3 separate regions of the Mus musculus genome follow, and all the other regions are linked to region 1. Evidence: chromatin contacts called from public HiChIP or PLAC-seq data. All regions are on one chromosome and are shown on one strand. The core of a region is the stretch at or near the end of the contact, and the rest is flanking DNA. Distances in the headings are between cores, read along the strand shown. Region 1 has its middle 130 kb from the start of Gm35255. Region 2 has its middle 14 kb from the start of Gm38509. Region 3 has its middle 23 kb from the start of Gm38509.

The links. HiChIP or PLAC-seq counts read pairs in DNA pulled down with a chosen protein or histone mark.
Region 2: an H3K27ac HiChIP or PLAC-seq map of differentiating embryonic stem cells shows a contact between it and region 1, with 6 times the contacts expected there. The contact joins two enhancer-like sites. A contact is called at or near these places in 1 of 484 Hi-C or Micro-C datasets (embryonic stem cells), 10 of 115 datasets of contacts at active chromatin or transcription factors (astrocytes, differentiating embryonic stem cells, embryonic basal ganglia and 3 more) and 1 of 9 other capture datasets (embryonic tail).
Region 3: a contact with region 1 is called in an H3K27ac HiChIP or PLAC-seq map of differentiating embryonic stem cells, with 4 times the contacts expected there. The contact joins two enhancer-like sites. A contact is called at or near these places in 8 of 484 Hi-C or Micro-C datasets (cranial neural crest, embryonic fibroblasts, embryonic stem cells and 2 more), 7 of 115 datasets of contacts at active chromatin or transcription factors (astrocytes, differentiating embryonic stem cells, embryonic stem cells and 3 more) and 1 of 9 other capture datasets (embryonic tail).

The regions. Positions count from the first base shown.
Region 1 is chr3:35,082,940-35,086,169 of GRCm38.p6, forward strand. No RefSeq gene overlaps it. Among named protein-coding and RNA genes, the nearest start is that of Gm35255, 130 kb to the left of the region's middle. Within about 2 kb of position 1,747, at least 61 of the 459 cell types and tissues checked have an H3K27ac peak or open chromatin away from gene starts, as enhancers often do. A contact at or near this core is called in differentiating embryonic stem cells, where this site is marked.
Region 2 is chr3:34,756,078-34,759,307 of GRCm38.p6, forward strand. No RefSeq gene overlaps it. Among named protein-coding and RNA genes, the nearest start is that of Gm38509, 14 kb to the right of the region's middle. RefSeq lists enhancers at 1-3,230, 1,572-3,108. Within about 2 kb of position 1,689, at least 24 of the 459 cell types and tissues checked have an H3K27ac peak or open chromatin away from gene starts, as enhancers often do. A contact at or near this core is called in differentiating embryonic stem cells, where this site is marked.
Region 3 is chr3:34,793,947-34,797,176 of GRCm38.p6, forward strand. No RefSeq gene overlaps it. Among named protein-coding and RNA genes, the nearest start is that of Gm38509, 23 kb to the left of the region's middle. Within about 2 kb of position 1,750, at least 24 of the 459 cell types and tissues checked have an H3K27ac peak or open chromatin away from gene starts, as enhancers often do. A contact at or near this core is called in differentiating embryonic stem cells, where this site is marked.

The sequences.
Region 1 (3,230 bases), core at 497-2,996:
CTATGCCTCTGGCTGTTATATAAGCACACACATGTCTGTTTGGTTTACCAGCTAACACAGAAACACATTCTTTTCCCATCCGCAGAGGAGTCTGCAGGATATGATTCAAGACAATTCTTATCCTCCTCAGACTTTATGTTTTCCTCTCTTTTGAAAACAAAACTGTCAACAGATCAGGAGGGGGCACCATGATATATACAGGTGCAGACAAACTGCTTTTTAAAACGGCACCATGAAAAGTTAAGGGCCCAGGAGATGGATGGCACCTCAGAGTGAGTTGGGACAAAGACACAACTCATAACCTCTTTATCACAAATTGAGTAGTTTTGTCTCCTTTTCCTTGCCCGCACGTCTTTGCTTGAACCTCAAAGTGACTTTTCTATCATTACAACTATTGTTTAATTTAACTGACATAGGCAAGTTTTTAGCATACATTAATAATTCATAATAACGTTTTCCATTGTAATATTTTTCTACACATATATAGTGTATTTTGATCATAGTCACCTGGTTACACTTTCTTGTTCCTTCCCAATCCTGCTAATCCCCTTCCTCTTCCCAGCCCCTTTCTACATTCACAGTGTACATGTGCACATATGTGTGTATGCATATGAATGTGTGTGTGTGTGTACCAATGAGTTTCATTAGGAGCATGGTGAAGAGCTAGTTATAGAAACATGAGCATCTTACCATGGCTACACTATTAAATAAATATCTCTCCCTGTCCCAATAACCATGAACTACTGCAGGGAAGGGTAGAGGACATGGGACATTTATTGAGAAAACGGTGGGGAGAGATGGACACGTTGGTCTGACTTTTAGAGAAAGTTAATAACTCACTTAGAGCTAATAGAATGGAAAGTAATCTTGGCTCATTTAAGTGACCAATGTGTTTAATTGTAAGAGTAGAGGCCAGCAGATGCTGAGGAGTAGAGGACCCGCTGATGACCTAGAATCCCAGCTCCATGATAACAGCCCCTGGCCACCATGCCCAGAGCAGCACAAGTCACAGCGGCCAACTGCACAGTGAACTTCTCAGTGCTCTCTGTCTGCAAAATAACCCAGGTAGATGAAGAGGTGCCATACTTGATCCGTTTTACAGATGGGGAACTGAAGTCACACAGTTGCTCAGCACTATGGAGCAAGAGAACCCTGAATCGGTTCGCCCCCAGGCCAGTAGTTCTAAGACATCTTTATGAACCATTTGGGCTGGAAGTGAATCTGGGGCTGGGTTGGGCCCCTTCCTCTACACACAAGGGAATCGGAGTTTGAAAAGGCAGTTCTCTGTTGCTCCTGCTCTGAGCACAAGCCCCCTCACAGCAGACCTAGAACACAAGCTCCCTGCACCTTCCACTCCAGAGGACACTGTTTTGCCATTTCACAAAATTTGCATGATCCAGGAGACAGGCCAGCTCTGCAGTTTAACTCTCATACCAGGGATGGTAGAAAAGAGCTAAATTTGCCTTGCTTCTGTGTTTTTAACTCACAGCTGCTCCACGGAAGGATCATACAACACATGACGTGACAGGGACTTAACGCCACACATACAACATATCAAATGTAGTCAGCAGTGATGAGATTTGGTACCAAATAAGAAGCTTTAATTAATTTTAAATGCTGCTTTTCACAGTGTCAAAAGCTCAGTCCACTGAAGTGGAAAAGGGGGTTGGAATGGCCAGAGCCTAGCAACCCGGCTAATCTGGGCCCTTCTGAGCAGCTCATTTAGAATTCTTACATCAGTGCATAGGCATGCTGAGGTGGGGCTCATGGGGACAAACAAAATAGCAACTCCAGCTCTGGACACTCCTCAGAATCCTGCGTCCTGGGGAGGCCCGAGGGCTCAGCTGTATTAAGGGGCCGTTGGAGTTCCCCTGTTATTTGTCTCCTTTCTGAGGATTAGAACTTCCGCTGGGCTGTGCTCATCTGTGCTGAGAATTTAAAGCGTGGTGTGTGCAACAGGAGCAGCAGGGTCTGCTAAAAATGTCCAAAAAGAACCCATTTTGACTTTTAAAACCTTTACATGTACAAAGAACAGTAAATGAAGGGGTTTCTAGTTTCTTCTAGGAGCACATTGGATAATGGTTTCTTTACCCCACCTTTCCCGTGCCTTTGTTTTTAAATTGTTGACCACATAGACCATTCAGCAGTATCAAGGTGGGAAGGCCAGGTGTCTATGTTATTATACACACATACGCACCCACATATTGAGCAAATGCCATATATACTACACACATCTTACATGTCCACACATACACACACACATACACACACACACACACACACACACACACACACACACACACACACTCTATATGTACCATACACAACATGCACACTTTACATGTTTACATACACATGGACCCACAAACACACATGCAAAGAGACAATATAGGTACCACAAACACCATACATATCTTACATATGCACACACACACACACACACACAGACAATATATGTACCATGCACACCACATACCAAGCTCATGTGCACACATATAGATGCATTGGAACCTTCTTTTATCTTCATGACATGTAAGTGTACTCGTGGGTGGGTTGGGCCTTTTCTCACTAATCTCTTCCTGGAGACCACAGAACCACATAGCAAGAACTAGCAGGAAAGGCTACTTGATCTCTGTGTGACTGCCTCCCTGGTTTTACATCAAGGAAACTGAAACTAAAGGCACCATGACAAGGATGGAGACACATCTCTGAGTTCTTCTACTTCACAGTCCCTTGTTTTACTGCACAGCTGTTGCTTTGTGTGATCTAGAAGAGTGACAAATGCTCAGGTGCTAGGTACAACTGAGAACATAACTCCGAGGGAGCCATATACTCCATTCAGATCAACATAAGAACAACACAAGTCATGCTGGCCAGTTCTAGTAAGTGAAGCCCTCTTTAGGTCCCACGGTCATGGATCAAAGCTATTTTATGTCTCCCTATTATTTTATCTTCTGTAATACTCACTTTGTTGCCATGGCCATAACTAACACTAAATCAATAATCTTGTTTCTCATGGCCGGCCAGCCATTCATTAATGAGAGCAGTGAGCCCATCTTCGTCCTCCTTTGGCCTAACTTTTCTCATGTCTTCTACAGACGTCAAGAGTGAGGTAGCAGTTTCTCGAGCTTGTGCTCTGCTCCTGTTGTATGGATAGGAGTCTAGAAGCATGACGGGTCTGGAGGGCTGTGTGGTTGTCGTTAGCAGTGGGAAAGTGCACACAGCAGCTG
Region 2 (3,230 bases), core at 439-2,938, 330 kb before region 1:
AGTCAACCTAGTTTACATAGTGAATTCCAGGCCATCCTGGGATACAGTGTGAAGTCTTGTCCCAAAACAAGGGCAGGTGGCACTTCAGGTCTTCCGTAGCCTCTACTCTCTCCGCAATGTAGTAAATAAAGTTCTGTGTGTGTGTGCGCGCCAGGATTTATTTCACTGTGTTACCAGGCTGGCCGCCTCCTCCCAGAGATGCATCTGTCTGCCTCAGCCTTTGGAATGTTGGGTTTAAAGGCCTGTGCTACCATACCCAGCCTGCTTTATTTCTTCAAAGTAGCAACCCCAAACCCAAGCTAACCATGAACCACATTTCAGGAGAAAGCATAGAGCCCACACACCCGGGGTGTGAAGTTCGTCCCAAGTCTCTGGAGGCTCAGAACCACAAAGATAACTGTTACCTTTAGAGGGTGAAGGTAGGAGGAATTAGTTATTCTTATTATTATCTACATTTCCCCCCTCTTTTGAATGCAAGTGCTCCACAAACTTGTAATGTAGTCAAAGGTGACCTTGAAATGACCCTCTTATCCACCCCCCCACCCCCCAACCACTTTGAGTTTGAGGCAGGCCTGGAACACATTGTGTCAAAACAAACAAACAAAGAGCTTTCCTGCCTGCCCGCAGGTGAGGTGTCAGCCAGGCAGGAAGGCTGGGTGCAAACGGTTCAGGGGCTGGACCCTGGACCTCCTGGGGAGAACAGAGCCATTCTAAGACCCCAGTCCAAAGCGAATACTTTTAACTAGAGTTTTCTAGTTCCCCGGAAAAAAAAAATCAATGTGAAAGAGGATGCAGATTTCCATCGGAGAAGCAATAAAAGTCTTGATTACCTCCAATTAGTACTCCCCCACGCAGGGAGAGGGCTGTGGCCTGGGGCTACACTGGCGTGGGGGGTGGGCACTCAGGCAGGCTCCTCTCTGTGGTTGCTTATCTGTTTGTTTCTGAGGGGTGACCTTCATTTGTCAGATTCTGCCTTTTTTTTGGTGGTATGTATGTAAGTATGTATATTACATGTATGTATGTATGTATGTATGTATGTATACGTATATGTTTCAGGGTACTGACCCTGGGACCCCTCACTTGCTAGGCAAGTGCCCCTCCGTCTATATGGCCAGTTCTCTTTTTTATCTTTTGAAAGAGTTTCAGTAAGTTGCCCAGGGTTAGCTTTGAACCCATGTAGCCCAGGCAGGCCTTACACTCATCAGGTAACTGCCTTAGCTTCCTGAGTAGCTGGGATGACAGGCGGTACCACTAGACTATCTCTTATTTACTGCTTTTTTGCCTTTTCCCCCTCTTTGGGGGAGGGGTGTGGGGGGGATGATGGCGTAGGGAAGTTCCCCCACCCTCGGCGCTCTCTTTTGAGACCGGGTCTTATTCTGTAGCACAGGCTACCCTGGCAATGGCCCTGTCTCTGCTCCCCCAGCACTTCATCATCATGACATCATGATTTTGAGTTTAAACGTACATTTTTTTTTCATTTTTTATTAGGTATTTAGCTCATTTACATTTCCAATGCTATACCAAAAGTCCCCCATACCCACCCAACGTACATGTTTTTGTCTTCCTCTATAAATCATCAGCTTGCCAAAGGCAGTGAGATAATTTCCTTGTGTCCAGCTATAAAGTCACCTGGTGCCTGGGGAAGTTCCTGCTCAGGGCCAGCTCAGAGTCTCCGCTTCTCACAAAACAAAATGACTAAGAGTTTCTCCATTTTAAGTTTGCCTTGTGAGCTCAGGAGAAGTCGCTGCAAAGGGTTGTCTCCAGGCCTGTCTCCACCAACGAAAACCTGGGTTCGGAGGTGCAGTCAGGAAGAGGCGTAAGACTGAGTCCGAGCCAGGATGACTGGCAACCGAGCCGGGAGGGAGTCCAAGCCCCGCACGTCTGACCTTGAGTAAGTTATTTTCCCAGAAGAAGGGACTCAAATGACACCTCCCTCCCGGCTGTTACCCAGGAAGTTGTTTAGCATAGTCCCAGGACTCTGCTAAGGGCAAGTACTGTCATTGTTATTTATTTAGCCCCATTATGCTAACTACCCACCCCTTGCCAAGGTTTCACCACCCAGAAGGTTGGAGGTCTTGTGAAGGAGACTTTAATACCGGCAGATTTAGATTTTTGTTTTTTCTTTTTTGTTTATTTTGAGACAGGGTTTCTTAGCTGTCCTAGAACTTGTTCTATAGACCAGGTTGGCCGGGAACTCATAGAGATCCGTCTGCCTCTGCCCTCCAAGTGCTGGGATCAAAGGCCTGTGCCATGACCACCTGGCTAAAGGTGGTTTTTTTTTTTTTTTTTTTTTTTTTTAGTGGAGGGAAGTTTTGTGTCTCTGTAACAGTCTGTTCTAGAACTCACTTTGTAAACCAGTAAACCCAGCTGGCTCCAAACTCACAAAAATCTGTCTGCTTCTGCCTCCTAAGTGCTGGGATTCAAAATGTGCACCACCATGTCCATCTCTTAGACATTTTATAAAGACTTTAAAATGCATACACATATGTATTCAAGGATTTTTTTTTTAAAAGTTTTTCAAAACAGGGTTTCTCTGTGTAGCCCTGGCTGTCCTGGAACTCACTCTGTAGACCAGGCTGGCCTGGAACTCAGAAATCCTCCTGCCTCTGCCTCCCAAGTGCTGGGATTAAAAGTGTGTGCCACCACGCCCGGCTGTATTCAAGTTTTTAATCCTTTAAAATGACTTGTGGTGTATGTGTGTGGGTGGATGGACATGTGTGAACCATGACACTTGAGATCTGAGGACAACTTGCTGGGGTCCTTGTCACCACCTTGTTCGTGGTGATAGAATTCTTATCATCTGTCTCCTAGGCAAGCATACTTACTACCCACTAGGCTATTTTGCCAACCATGAAATGAAGATGTTAATTAAGGTTGTTGATACATTTTGTTTTGTTTTGTTTTCAAACACTTCTCTCTCTGTAGCTCAGGCTGTCCTGGAACTCACCAGGCTGGCCCCAAACTCAAAACAATCAGCTTCCAGAGTCGGGATTACAGGTTTGAGCCATAGCATCTGGCCAAGGAATGATACATTGAACTAAGATCATTTAGGTATATATTTGATCACGAGAAGAACTATTATTAACAATAAAGACCATTCATGCCAGGGGAACCTTGACAATCAGGAGTTTGAGATCATTCACAAAATACTTTATTCCATCTACTGGATTGATTTTTTGGGGGTGTTTTCAAGACAGGGTTTCTCTGTGCATCCCGGCCTGTCCTGGAAC
Region 3 (3,230 bases), core at 500-2,999, 290 kb before region 1:
ACCCGACATCGGCAATGAGTGTGTGTCATTTAAAACGATGATTTGAGATGGATTATTCACCAACCATATGTGAAGGCATGTTCCAGGTCACCAGCCTGCCAGCACCTTCCCTGATGACCCATTCATTCATGAGGATGTGACAGGGGATGAGCTCGTGGAGGGCGGCAAGTGGCTCTGCCAGATCCTAGAGCAGTGGTGGGCGGGCTGCAGCGCAGAGGATGTTCACTGTCTGTCTGACTGCGTAGAGCTGGCTAGACATGCGTATACTCTGGAGATCACACAGAAAACTAGTGAATAGTGCTTTATTTGAAAAAAAAAATCATGACAACATATCTAGGACTTTTTCTTCTGTCTTGCATTAGTTTTCAGAAGCTTAATGTTTGTGTCAGTAGAGGTCTTGGTTTTTTGGGGGTGGGGTGGGACAGTGCTATCAGATAGACAATGTTTTGAAAGTAAGACTAGACCTTAAATAGATATGAATATGCACAGGTCCAGGCTGTGATGACAAACCCCTTCATCTATGCACATGTTAGCTCTAAGCTTTCAAAGCTCGTTCCTGTGTCCTTATACAGCTGATGACCACCCAAGAAAAGCCGGACAGCTTTCGTCATCCCACTGATGGGTGGCTGGGGTACCAGGAGATGTACCTAAGATATCACCAGTTCTAGGTGGGCACTCTGTCTGACTCTTGGCTCCAGGCTCTTTTCACAGGTATAGTTTTTAGGACCATTCATATATCTGTCCTCTTGCCTCAGCCTCAGGTGCTGGAGTTACAGTTGTGAGCCAACACATAGGCCCTGGGTGCTTGATCTTTTTTTTTTTGGTGATGCACACAAAGGCCTCATATAATAGACAAATTATCCACCTCTGCGTCCCCAGCCTAGCTCCCTGATCTCCAACTGCAGCCCCAGGCCCACTATACTTAAAAATAAACATTTTAAACCATATTTGCATGTTTAGAATGTTTCCTCCTTTAAAAAAAGGGTTTCTTTAAGATAGCATTACCACCGTAGTGGGGTGTACCATGGACTTTCCTCAATGCTCTCTTTTCACATAGTGTAGAACACAAATTAACCTTTTCCTCAGTATAAAAGAAGCATATCTTCACCAAGCAGCATTTAGAAATATAGAAAATTAAATGTAAACAATGTCAGACTGCATCTCTCCTCGGACATCGCGAAGACGTTAATTAGCTGTCTTCAGACTCCAACCAGCATATTCTCTCTCTCTCTCTCTCTCTCTCTCTCTCTCTCTCTCTCTCTCTCTCTCTCTCTCTCTCTCCTGCCTCCCGCTCTCTCTTTGCACTGGGGGTTAAGACCAGAGCCTTGCTCATGCTAGACCAAGCCAACCGTGCCAGCCTCTCCTCCCTTCCCCTCCTTTCCCCTTCATCTCACCTTTTCTTTCTCAAGCCTAGCTTCCTACAACTCTCACAGGGCTTCACCTCCTCAAATCCGCCCGCCGGGTTTGTATACTCTATTTGCTCATCTCATACTTATTTGTTCACTTGGGAAGTAAATACAAAGGGAGCCGTACTGTACAGCCCTGACTGTGCAGTGACCGACAGAGCATCTTAAACCAACACAGACACTGTGACTTGTACTGATTCAAGTAATTATTTTTGTCTGTAGCATTCCACATTGTCTCTGCAACTAAAACTTCCTGATCCTTTGGCGTGGGAGAGCAGGCAGCCCAGATGTTTGTTGGCCCTGTCTCTGGATCCCCCGGCGCCACGCCCTTCCCTTTGCCTCCACCAATAGGAAGCAGCCTGGAGACCCTGAAGCAGCTGAAGTGCTCGGAATTGGACTTAGTATCAGGTTTCTGGTCTCTGTGTCGTTTTCACATGCACCGGTTTATAGAGAGGTGGAACAGGTCAAGGAAAGTGTGCTGCTGTTAATCTGCCTGGCGGAGACCACACCTGAACCAAAAAGCTTGGAGATAGAGCAAGATGGAACTTGAGCGCTGTTCGTAACTTAAACAGCAAGCACGGATTGGGGCTCAGTGGGAGAATTTGCTCCGCAGATGCAGGATTCTAAGTTTAAGCCCCACCATGAAGGGTAAACCAACCAGCCAGCCTCACCGGGAAACGTCGCACAGAGATGTTTTTAAAGACATACAAAGCTCAGCCTGCGCAGTTCAGTTTATTTAACATAGCTGATGTTTCTTGAGAGTCAACTAAATGTAGTTCTCTATGCATCAGGGTGCGTGCTATTCCCAGAGAGCATCTTGCAGCCTGAAATGTAGCTTAACCCTAGCTGGACATTGGATGGATTGCATTGCCATTCAGATCTAGGACAGAGCCATTCTTGTCCCAGAGTGCACACGGCAAGGCTTGCTGGGCACCGTGAGCCTCTGTCCTGGTCTCTCCCTGACCCTTGGTGGTGCAGGATAACATGGTTAAGATCTTAAGATTTTGTGCCTGCTGGTGCATGGTAGGAATTCAGTGAAATTTGTATCTGGTCTTAGAAACTGTTGCTAGATGAAAATTATAACCAAATCTGGAAGCAACCCTCAGATGATTTTTGAGAGTCACACAAATTAATTATATTTAGACACCCTCAGCTACTCAGGCCACCAATTTCTTCTCATTTCAATTGAATTTACTGAACATTTTCAGCCTTTCTTCTGCGTGCTGAGCATTGTGGTTACCAAAGCAAATGGGATTGGGGTGGTTTCGGTGCTGAGGGGTTCTCCGCAGAGTAAAATCCACCACACTCCTCCCCCTTCCTCCTTGCGTCCCACTCCCACACAGCAGAGTCCTGTCCAGCTCTTCTTTACATGAAATCTGGGTGGGTTTCCTTATTTGGTTGTGTGCAGACGCTTTCTAGCCTTTCCATCCCCGTTTCTGGTTCTTAGACCAATAAATCCTTCCAGAGCGCCCCTCCTCTAGTCTGGATCTAAAGGCAGATTCCAGTGTTACCTCCAAGGTGAGTCAGGCTTGCTGTGTGCTTAGCTTTTCGGAGGAAGAAGCAGTCCAGACTGAGAGGTTGGGGATGGAGATGGCTGTGCCTTTAGACGTCAGCCCCCAGGCGTTTGGAACCAAGGAGTTGTCACAGAAGATGCCCACTGTCATCAGCACCGTGGCCTGACTGGGGTTTGCTGTTCAAAGATTTAATTGAAAACTTGGCTCGCATTTCCCAGTTTTGACCCAAAGATGAGACTCTGCATTTTGAGGCACAATTGAAACTGAGCCATTTGCCTGGAGAACAGGGCCATTTCAGGTTCCTTTGACT